4 separate regions of the Sus scrofa genome follow, and regions 2, 3 and 4 are each linked to region 1. Evidence: chromatin contacts called from public targeted proximity ligation data. All regions are on one chromosome and are shown on one strand. The core of a region is the stretch at or near the end of the contact, and the rest is flanking DNA. Distances in the headings are between cores, read along the strand shown. Region 1 has its middle 33 kb from the start of RMDN2. Region 2 has its middle 48 kb from the start of CDC42EP3. Region 3 has its middle 62 kb from the start of CDC42EP3. Region 4 overlaps CDC42EP3 (cdc42 effector protein 3).

Region 1 (2,700 bases), core at 127-2,626:
TCTCTCTCTCTATATATATATATATATATATATATATACTTATATATATATACTTATATATATATATATACTCTCTCTCTATATATATATATATATACTTATCAAGAGAAGAAATTCAAATGGCCGAAGGGTGCTTAAGCATTTCTAATCATCAGGGAAATGCAAACAAAACCCACAAAGAGATATTACCCCCCACTTGTCAAGGTGGCTATTATCAAAAAACCCAAAAGATCGCAAGTGTTGGTGAGATTGTAGAGAAAGGGAATCCTGTGACATGTTGGTGGGAATGTGAATTGGTGCAGTCACTATGGAGAACAGCATGGAGTTTCCTCAAAAACTTAAACATAGAGCTAAAATAGAAAAAAAAGATCCTCTGCTCTTTTTTTAAACAAAAGATTCTGATGATTTTTTAAAAACACATTTCTGCTGATGATGGTAAGTGTTGTCCTTTCTGCCTTAGGAACCCTGGATGTCTCACGGCAGTGGCTACTGGTCCCCAAGTTGGTGCCCCAAGGGACGAAACCCTCCACACCAGGAGCTCTAGGCAGCCTCAGGCAGTTTCTCCATTCAGGACAGGAGCAACTGCCCTGTTTCCATGCTCTGCTATTTGATCTGGGCTTTGGGGATCTAAAGCATCATCGTCCTGACATAACTCACTGGCCAGCTTCTAAAAGCACAGGGGGCAGAGTCCCGTCCCCTGCCCCCTCCCTCCTGCTTTTACAGATCCTATCACATTCTCAGGCAGGAATTCCCTCCTGGCCTCCATCAGGGGCACCATCCTATGCCCCCAGGAACATTCCCTTATAGGCCTATGGAATTTGTGATTTTAGTGGCATTTGTGTGGTTTGTTTAATTTCTCCCACTAGACTCTAAGTTTGAGGCAGGGTGAGGTGTCTGTGTGTGTGTGTGAAACACGTCTGTCTTTTTGACCGAGGTGTCTCCATGCACAGCTCAAGTCTAGCACAAAGTAGGTACTCAGCAAAGAGTTGCTGAATAAGTGAAAGAATGACTGGTGTTGGCCTTCCTCCAAAGGTCTGGCAGGCATCTAAGGGTTAACCTACTGCAGCCACTAAGCAGCCAGACTGCCTGCCTTTATGTCACTTCTCAGGCCTTTGAGAGGACAGACCTATGGAGGGGAGAGGAGAGTTTCCAATTGAGCGAGGCTGGGTTTGCAGCCTGCAGCCCCCGTGCGCACCAAGCTCTCCTGCAAACCCAGCCCTGAAGCACGCGTCTGCCTGCTCCTTCCCCCTCTTTCCTTCATTGCTCCCTATGGGCGTGGGGCTGGCACTGAGCTTGATTCTAAGTCAGGCTGTTCTAACAGGAAGCGAATAGTGTTCCTTCAGTGATGGAGGTGTTTCCTTCTTAAGGAAGTTACAATGGGCTCTTTTCACAGAGAAAGGGGCCGGGCCTGTGTGTGGCCACACTGCTGTCTGTCCTGTGCAGAGCAAAGCATGTTCTGGACTCAGGGCTTCCTCTCCTGGAAGAGGTATGGGGCTGAGCCCTGAAACAGGGAGGCCAGGCCCCTCTGAGCCTCGGTCTCTCTGCCTGCTGAATACAAGCATCCTCTGGAAGCCTCCTAGGGTCACTGTGGAATCTTTTTCTTTCCTTGGCTCCCAGGACACAGTAGGCTGGGTTTTCTTCCTATTTTGTAATTCCCTTGCTACATCCTCTTCCTCTTTGTAATCTCTCCATCCTGTCATCCTGAGCTCCCCAGAGCTCCCTCCTGAGGCCCCTCTCCTCCAGCCACACTCACTCCTGAGTGTCATGATGATAAAGTCCCTCTGTGTACTGAGGAATCCCACATGCTTCCAGCTCTGGCTTTGCCCTGGACTCCAGATTCTAATAGCCAACTGCCAACTCTGCATCCCCTCTGGGATGTCAAATAGGTGTTTCATGCTCACTGAGCTAAAGAAGAACTCTTTTTTTTTTTTAAAAAAAAAAGATTACTTCTTTATAAGTGATAGAACATTAATGTAGGCCCAACACTCTATAGCATGTGCAATAGTGGAAAAATAGGGCCTGTCATGTTAAAGGTCACAAAGACTGTAAGAAGTTGGCCATCTTGATGCTATTTTAACAATGAGGGGGAGGTTCTAGCCACCTAAATAGAATGGGGGAGGTGTAGAAAAAAGGAGGATGAAAATGATTATTTTCAAATGGTATGACTGTCTACACCACAAACCAAAGAGAATCTGTGGAAAAGAAAATAACATAAAAGAGGTTTCAGAAAATACTCAGAAAATAAATATACATGTATTACTACCTTGTTTGAGCAGTAACAAATTCCAAATATAATAAAAAGGTCCTATATCCAGTAGAAATTTTTTAAATACATAGCACAGAACCAGCTTCTCAAAAAAGTCTAACATGTTAAAAATTAAAGATAAACTATCTTTAAAAGCAAATGGAAAATTAGGAAGACTTTGCAAGTATACAATAAATTTTCATATCTCTAATATATAAATAGTTCCTACAAATAAATAAGGAAAAGGTGGATTTCCAATTAAAAATTGACCAAGAGCAAATAATTCACAAAAGAAAAAATAGTCTATGAGTTTGTTAAATGTTTGGCATTGTTAACAATCAAGGAAGTACAAATTAAAATGATGAAATTTATGGCTAGTCAGGTTGTAAGCTTCTTCTAAAATAGTGGATTCTGGGCAGCTGAAAAGAATGAGAAATGTCCACTGCACTAGTTGG
Region 2 (2,700 bases), core at 75-2,574, 250 kb after region 1:
GTGATTGCTCTGCATTAATCTAAATGGTCTCAGTAAGATGGGACTTTAGACCATGGGGAGATGTCTAGGGACTTATTCTTTCTGTTTAAAAAATCAGACAGCTGAGAATCTTCTGCCCGTCCTTCTACCAGATACTCTCAATAAGACTTAAAGCCAGCTGAGCCTGGCCTCTAGGTTCAGGCAGAAGCCAGTGGAACTGGAGGGAGGTAAGCACTGAGAAAGATTTTCTTTGGAGCACTTCCTTCCCCAGTCCCCTTGGACCTATGTCTAAAGGCTCAGGAGCTGCCACTGACTTCTGGGATCACCTCATGTTTTCAATCTTCAATACATCTTTCCAGTTTCTCCACCTTCTCTATCAGGGTCCCTCCTCTTCACACACATCCTCAGCCACCTCCCTTTACAATGGGCTAACTTAAGCCACTTTTCTTTCTGGCTGCACCAGAGGCATGTGGAAGTTCCTAGGCCAGGAAATGAACTGGTGCAACAGCAGCGACCCAAGCCACTATAGTGTCATATCCTTAACCCACTGCACCACAAGAGAACTCCTCAAGCCACTTATTTTCTGAAAAGCTAACTCTTCCTCCTTCCTCCAGGGGGAAGAAAAGGGCCAGGATCTTATAGGAGAAGCCCTCCTGGCTGGATTGTGGGCAAGGACTTCTGAGCGGGCTAAAGAGATCCAGAGTGTGAGGAACAGTCTCTCTCCTTCCTCTCTGGCCAGTCCCCCTGTGTCAATCTCCCAGCCTGACATGATTCCTGGCAAGAGTGGATGGATATAAAAAAGGACTCATTATATAATTTGCAGGCTAAACATAAAGAGAAAATGTAGGGCCCCTTATTCAGAAATTATTAACAATTTCAAGACAGTGACAGCAGAGCATTTAACCAAGTGTGGGCTCTCAGGAGCATGGGGCCCTGTGGGACTACACAGCTTACATGCCCGTGAAGCTGGTTCTGACACGAAAAGTCACAGAAACTGCAGCCATTTCTGTGAAATATGTGCTATTTGTGGTCAATTACTGTGCAGAGTAATAACAATTGTGCATTTCATAATTATGAAAGTGAAAATATATAATCATTACATAAACACTGCTTTGTAATAATACAGTGCCAAGTATTGTTTTTACTATGCACAAGATTTACTTTATCAAATGACGTATTGATTTCAGAACCAAATCTTGTTCATGTGCCCACAGTCTTGGGGGTGGGGGTGCTGTGGCAATTCCTCCACCTACAAATTTTAATTTGAAGAAGATGTGAATGGGGTGACCCAAAAGGCACTGCCTTAAACAACATCAACCAAGACCAGCAGTAGTGTATTTAGGAACTGAAAGTAAATCTCCTTCCTTGTATTTCATTGAGGACAAACTAGCTCATTGAAATCATACATAATTACACATTGAGAGGTGGTTCCTAGAATTTGGGGATTTATACACCAAAGAAATTTCCAAGAAATTTAGGAGAGGGACAATTTAATTTTGCCATGGAAGGACATCAAAAAGAAACCATCTATTCATAAAAGAAAGGATATTTTTAACAGAAAGATATACAAGAACAAGATTTTAAAATGAAGACAATACTTTAAATTAAATGAATTTAGTGTTATAAACAACTTATACCATTGCTGTTTTTCCTCACTTAGAAGCAGGTGAACACTTTTTCTGTGATCAGTAGACTGACATTTATGGACTGTAGGTCAAAAGGTCTGTGGCTATAGGAATGTCTATAAAGAGAACTGAAGTGTCATTTTGCTTCAACACAAATGATTCCTGAAGAATCACAGCCAATTATTTGCTTTGGAGGAACAATTCATTTTGATATTGTTATCCAGATGTCAGCTTCCCCATCCCTCAGCCTCCCATAAGCTTTAGAGATCTGGTTAAACCTAGCCCAACCCAAAGCAACATCTTCAGACACCCAGAAACCTTCTTCTGGCTCTCTAGGAGCACACGTGCCTTGCTTTCCTCTTTTCTGCCCTGTTCTAGGATTTACATAAAATGACTCTGACTCAAGTCCATCCATTTGTTTCCATTAAAAAAAAAAAATCGGAATTCCCATCATGGCTCAGTGGTAACAAACTCGACTAGTATCCACGAGGACACGGGTCGGTTAAGGATCTGGTGGTGCTGTCCTGCGTTTGTTCTGGCTGTGGTGTAGGTCAGCAGCTACATCTCCAATTTAATTTTAAGCTCTTCAGGATTTAGGAAACTTTTTTTTTTTTTTTTTTGTCTTTTTTTAGGGCCACACTGATAGCATATGGAGGCTCCCAGGCTAAGGGTCCAACCACAGCCACAGCAACGTTGGATCTGAGCCGCCTCTGTGGCCTACACCACAGCTCATGGCAATGCTGGATCCTTAACCCACTGAGCAAGGCCAGGGATCGAACCTGAGTCCTCATGGATACCAGTCAGGTTCGGTTCATTAACCGCTAAACCACAATGGGAACTCCAGGATTCAGGGAACTTTCACTGAGATCTTGGGCTTGTGGTCTTCAGCCATCCTCCTCAATCCACCCCCATTCTCTCCTTCCTCATCCCTTATTGCCCTGGGACTTCAAATAAATCCCCTTCCTCTAGGAGAACAGATCTGCCCTCAAGCAGATTCTTTGAGTACGTAGCAGTACTTTGTGTCTACAACAATGGGGCTTCCAAACCAATAGGGATTTACTCCTTAAGGGAATTCTGGTGAATGTAATGCCCCCTG
Region 3 (2,700 bases), core at 7-2,506, 140 kb after region 1:
TAGATTATGTTGAAATAATTCCACTCTGAACAACAGCAGAAAAACCAGCTTGATACATAGGAGAAGATGTTAATTTTACTAGTCAAATATTTCTTAAATTTAAGAAACAGATCTTTATAGAGAAAATTCTTATGGATTTTCAGTGTTATTATTATTATTGTATTAACTAAATATATAAAAATGTAAAACTAGGTAAAAAGTCCTGATATTTATAGTTCTCAGCCATAAAATCAAAACAAATTTCAAAGTTAGTCCAATTACAAAAGTATATTTTTATTAACAATAACAATTTAATGTAACTGATGATGTTGTTTTGGTGAAACTAAAGGGCCAAATAGTTTAAGAGCAGAAAGTAACAGGCTAAGTTCCAATTCTACATTTTGATTTTGGCAGGCTTTTGTACAGAGTATTTATTAGGATAAGTATACTCAAAAAAAAATCACAAAGTTCAAGCAGCTTTGTTTTCTTGTTCAGGATAAGCAGGCCTCCAAGTTAAAAATGACAACAACAATAGTAATAACAACAATAATAATTTATGCCAATAAGCAATCCTCAAATGACAATTCTGATGATCTACCACTCAATAACTACATAAAGCTGCCTTACATGCTCAAAGATGAGGCTATAATTGTGGCATTTTTGAAACCTACATTTCATGGCAATCTAATATAACCACAGTGTGAATCAAATAGAACATTTTCCACTGTGCCTTTCATCCTTGCTGACTGCAGGCTTGCATAAACAAGGAGGCTGTCTGGGTAATATATCTGCTAACTAACTACCTACGTGAATGTCTTGCTCTTAGCCCAGGGCTGCTTCAGCAAGCCTATATCACCATGGACAAGTGCTAACTCAGTTTCTCCATACCACTCTTTTTCTTTCTGTTGCAAAACTTTCATTTAAGCAGTGTTCCATGTCACAGTCCTCTGTGTGGTGCAAATAGGAACAGAAAACAAAAATTGCAAATGTAAGCACCAAATGAAGCAATAACAGCATTTCATTATTATAAGTTGCCTTGACCTAAGTGTTTGTGTTCTCTATAAACTCTAACCCAAATCTGATGGTACCTGGTACCTTTGAGGTGAAAAGGGTGGGGCATCCATGATGGGGTTAGCATCCTTATAAGAAGAGGAGAGCCCAGAGCTCTTTCCACCAAGTGAGGAACAGAGAAAAGTGGCTGCCTACAAGCCTGTAAAAGAGCTCTTACCAGGAACTAAGTGGACCACGATCTTGATCTTGAACTTCCCAGTCTCCAGAACTGTGAGAAATATATTCCTGTTGTTTAAGAAGCTCAGTCTATGGTAATTTGTTTTAGTAGCCCAAGCTGACCATGACAGTGGTCATCCAAGATGATGAAGCAGAGATTTGACTTTTTTCAAAGATAATCATCAAAATGATAACCCCTGACCTAAATTCCTGGGCAGAATACATACATTCTCAGGAATACATCTTTGGACTCTAGTCTGAGAAGCAGGGGGCTGTATAGTCTTTCCATGAGGTTCCAGCTTATAGTTAAGAACAGGGTAATGATGACAGCCATGGAATAGAGCTGCTCTGGCCCTGCCCCACCTGCTCTGGGAGCCTTCTAACCCTCCCTAAAATCCCTTGGAAATATTTCTGGGTGTCCTTGGATATCTCTCCTGAACTCTGAGAACTGATTTTTACAGCCAACACATGGTGTTGGCCATGCTCCCCCTTTGGTGTGGCAAAGCCTCTGGTCATTGATAGGGAAGAAAAACATCAGTTCTATCCCTTAAGGTCCATTAAAGCCACCACCTCAGTGGATTCTACTTAGCAAGGGCCCCACTGCTCTTTGCTTGCCATCACTGCAGCGTCAGTGCTGAAGCTGAGCCTGAGTGTGGGTGGCTGAGCTGGGGCACTGAGGGGCCCGGACACAAAGGGGTCTCTGCAGCTGTTGCCAACAGAGCTCCTATTGCCTTCACCTCACCGTATCCCAGAGGAGTTCCTAAGAAACAGCTTTCTTAGTCACTCCAGGGCTCTCCAGCACCTATGAACTCAACTCTGTCCCCTCCACTCAGAGAGTCCATTGGGCTCCTCCTGGGTCCCCTCTCCCTGCGCTGTGACCTGGAAACTCTCTCTAGGCAATTGCTGGGACAATTATTAGGCTCACCTGGTTTGTTTCCCTTTTCTTGGGGGTCACTGCGTTCCATTGTCTGATATTCAGCATCAAAAAAACATTATCTCATCTAACTTATCAGATTTTTAAAGGCTTTTTTTTTTTTTTTTTTTTCAGGCAGGCAGGTAATTTTAGTCCTCATTGCTCCATCTTGGACAGAAGCAGAAATACCCTCTTTTAGAAAGTAGCAGTTCCTAGTACTACTACTCTTAGCCACATTGTATAAGTGTAGTTGTTATTCTACATCCTCATAAACTCCTGATATTTTCAGACTTTCTAATTGTTTTAAGAATTAAATTAGTTGACAAAGGGATTTAATACAATTCTTCTCCCAAATGATCTAGAATTTAAAGGAGGGAGGACATTGTTTAATTGAAAGGAATGAATCTCTAATTATGAAAGTTCAGGCAGTAGGGTACTAGGTGGGGGGGCAAGGGAAGATATGTCAGCACCAGGGGAATTTAGTTCCAAACTCTTTACCATTAGAGTATTTCTATTTATTTATTTAAGGGAAGAAAAATATTAACTCATTAAAATGAACAGTTCTGTGAAATAGTGGTAAT
Region 4 (2,700 bases), core at 26-2,525, 220 kb after region 1:
CAGGGACCTGGGTCTCTTATCTCTTCTCATTTCCTTCTGACAAAAGACCCTTCTCTTCTGAGACCTCTTCCATTCTGTGCATACAGAGTGGTGGAAGCCTCTCCTATGAAGACCTGATCACTGCTGGAGGAAGTCATCTGGCCCTCTGACAGGCTCAGGTGAGACCCGCTTCCAGTCCAGATTTGGGCTTTGGAACCCACTTTCCCATAGTAATGTTTGCATTATGATCAATCAACTCATGGGTTCAGTAGGCGTTTCAGGACCTATGTATAAAACTGTCTCTGCAGGATAGTGCAATATGAGCCCTAAACTACCTATGTACTTATTTTTTTAAAAATAGCTAATTCATTCACATGGTTCAAAAATCCAAAATTGTAAAAGGATACACAATGAAAAGTTTACCTTCCACCCTTATCGTCCCCTTCCATCTACTTCCTCTCCCCTGGGCACTGATCATTATTTCCTGTATATGCTTCCAGAGATAGCTTATCAACAGACAAGCCAGTACAGATGTTATCTACACACTTTTGCACCTGCCTTTTTTTTCCTTTGACATATCTTTGAAACTCTTTCTATATCAGCATATAGAGTTGCTTCATCCTTTTGTAGACCTGTGTAATATTCATTTCTATGTATACACCTTAATTTGTATAACCAGTCCTCTAAAGTTTTATAGAAGTTCCCAGGCTAGAGACTGAATCCAAGCTGCAGGGACAAGAATTGAACCCATGCCTCTGCAGCAACCCAAGCTGCTGTAATTCTGTTCTTAATCCCCTGCACCATAATGGGAACTCTGTGATTTGTTGTTTTGATAAATTTCACCCTCCACTGAGGTTGGACCTGTATATGCTTCCCTACCCTTAACAGCACAACATATTATCAATTATACTTTAAACAGGCTTGGAAAGCACCCCCTTTGTCTTTGGGAGCTGACTGAGTTCCCAGAAAGTGTGCTCCTTAAATGTAAAGACCTCAGTGTCTGGAGCCCAAGATCAGTCACTTGGCTTAGTGCTGGTAGCCATGTAGCTTTGGCAAAGCCTGTGCCTCGGGGCCTCATGGCTAAAATGGGGACATTAACATGGGTTCTTGTGAATGAGCTAGTGCACATCAAAGGTTAGAACAGTGCTCAGCACATAGAGACACTCTCAATAAACATTTCCTGTCATATGAAGTGTTGGTGGTTCCCAGTAGACACATACATACCCTCTGAGGACGCATGCCCTCCCCACTTTGTTCCCAATGAAGAAACTGCCTCTTAGGCTCCTGCATTAACAACAGCTGAGATGATGTTGCCAGCAGTCAGCCTGGGAAAGGAAAGGGGTGTGGCTGTCCACTGACTGATAAGCCAGGGAGCCCAGAATATTCAGAAAGGAGGAGAGGAAAGCGTCAGGGTAAAGTCATTGATACTGGATTATCTCTTCTGGGATCAAGCATGGCTGTCCCTGAGCTGGAAGAGGGAAAATAACAGATAAGATAGAGGGATAGAGTCAGAGCTCTCAGATATTTCCCCAGCATCATATCACAAACATCAGCTCGTCTAAAGTTATAAAATTGTTATTTCTTCAGCAAGTTCCCTTTTTTTTCCCTTAAACTTCCAATGTACTAGGGGAGCTCTTACCCCTGGCATAGTAGAAATTCAAATTATTGTTTCCAAAGTCCTAGAAGCCTCCATCCTGTCATGCAGCAAATACTATGTAAATATTTGTAGAAAGAAAGAAAAACGCCTTTTAAGGTATTCCCATTCTCCTACTCCTGAGAATCTCACTGCCTGAAGCTTATCTAACCTCTACTCACCAACCGTTTTCTTAGTTTTTTCTCTATTTTTTTTGTTGTTGTTGTTGTTGCTTCTCTCCCACCTTTGTGTCCACTCCGCTGACATAAAACTCAACTTCTACCAGGCCGAGCAAATCTCTGGTGAGGGGCCTGCAGTGCCCATGGCCATGGATGTGGCCAGGCAGGGACTGAGGACTGGGCATTCCTCCCCTGGGCCTTCCAAGTATAGCAAACATATCCTCTACCTTCTCTCCTTACTTTTGCTCCCCAACATCCCCAGTCACTGTACAAGTAAAGGGTGAATGTGAGTGATCTAGTCAGAGAAGCAGAGAAGCACTCTTGACTACATCTTCATGGTATTTTTACTTCTCTAAGGGGTTTGAAATGAATGCCATGCCTTGGTTCTGGCCTTGCATAACCCTGGCTCCACCAGCTGACCACACACCGCCCTTGCATGCCCTGGAGTTATGGTGGACACACTGGATTGTTCCATGGCAGCTGCCCTCCTGGCCATGTATGCTGAGGACATGGCTCTAGTGGGCAGCTGTTCCTTAGGGTGCCCCCCACCCCCACCTTCTGCAGGCCCAGCGTCTCAGCTGTTCCTGCAGGCAGTCATCACGCTATGCCCAGAAGGGCAGGGAGGTGATGTCAGCCACCCTGGGTGCAAGAGCCCTGGGCTGTTGTACACTTAGAGGGTAAAGACATTCTGATGTTTTAGCAGGAAGACCCAAGACTTCCACTTTTGTTACTATTAAGACCCAAATTAGAATTAACGCTATGAGAATGTCAGGCTCACAGGCATGCCTTACTGTGCTAGGGTTCCCCATCTACTTGCTTGGTATCAAGCGTCTCTTGATAACATGGTATCTCTGTGCCCTCCTAATCTGTGTTGGGAAGGCAGACTCTCCAGGCTCCTCTGGGGAGTGT

The links.
Region 2: a contact with region 1 is called in a targeted proximity ligation map of alveolar macrophages. A contact is called at or near these places in 1 of 47 Hi-C or Micro-C datasets (embryonic fibroblasts) and 1 of 2 datasets of targeted methods (alveolar macrophages).
Region 3: a targeted proximity ligation map of alveolar macrophages shows a contact between it and region 1. A contact is called at or near these places in 2 of 47 Hi-C or Micro-C datasets (embryonic fibroblasts and fibroblasts) and 1 of 2 datasets of targeted methods (alveolar macrophages).
Region 4: a contact with region 1 is called in a targeted proximity ligation map of alveolar macrophages. A contact is called at or near these places in 3 of 47 Hi-C or Micro-C datasets (embryonic fibroblasts and mesenchymal stem cells) and 1 of 2 datasets of targeted methods (alveolar macrophages).

Annotation. Positions count from the first base shown.
Region 1 is chr3:102,338,750-102,341,449 of Sscrofa11.1, forward strand. No RefSeq gene overlaps it. Among named protein-coding and RNA genes, the nearest start is that of RMDN2, 33 kb to the left of the region's middle.
Region 2 is chr3:102,585,582-102,588,281 of Sscrofa11.1, forward strand. No RefSeq gene overlaps it. Among named protein-coding and RNA genes, the nearest start is that of CDC42EP3, 48 kb to the left of the region's middle.
Region 3 is chr3:102,475,850-102,478,549 of Sscrofa11.1, forward strand. No RefSeq gene overlaps it. Among named protein-coding and RNA genes, the nearest start is that of CDC42EP3, 62 kb to the right of the region's middle.
Region 4 is chr3:102,555,101-102,557,800 of Sscrofa11.1, forward strand. The region is part of intron 1 of CDC42EP3 (cdc42 effector protein 3); the gene reads left to right. Among named protein-coding and RNA genes, the nearest start is that of CDC42EP3, 18 kb to the left of the region's middle.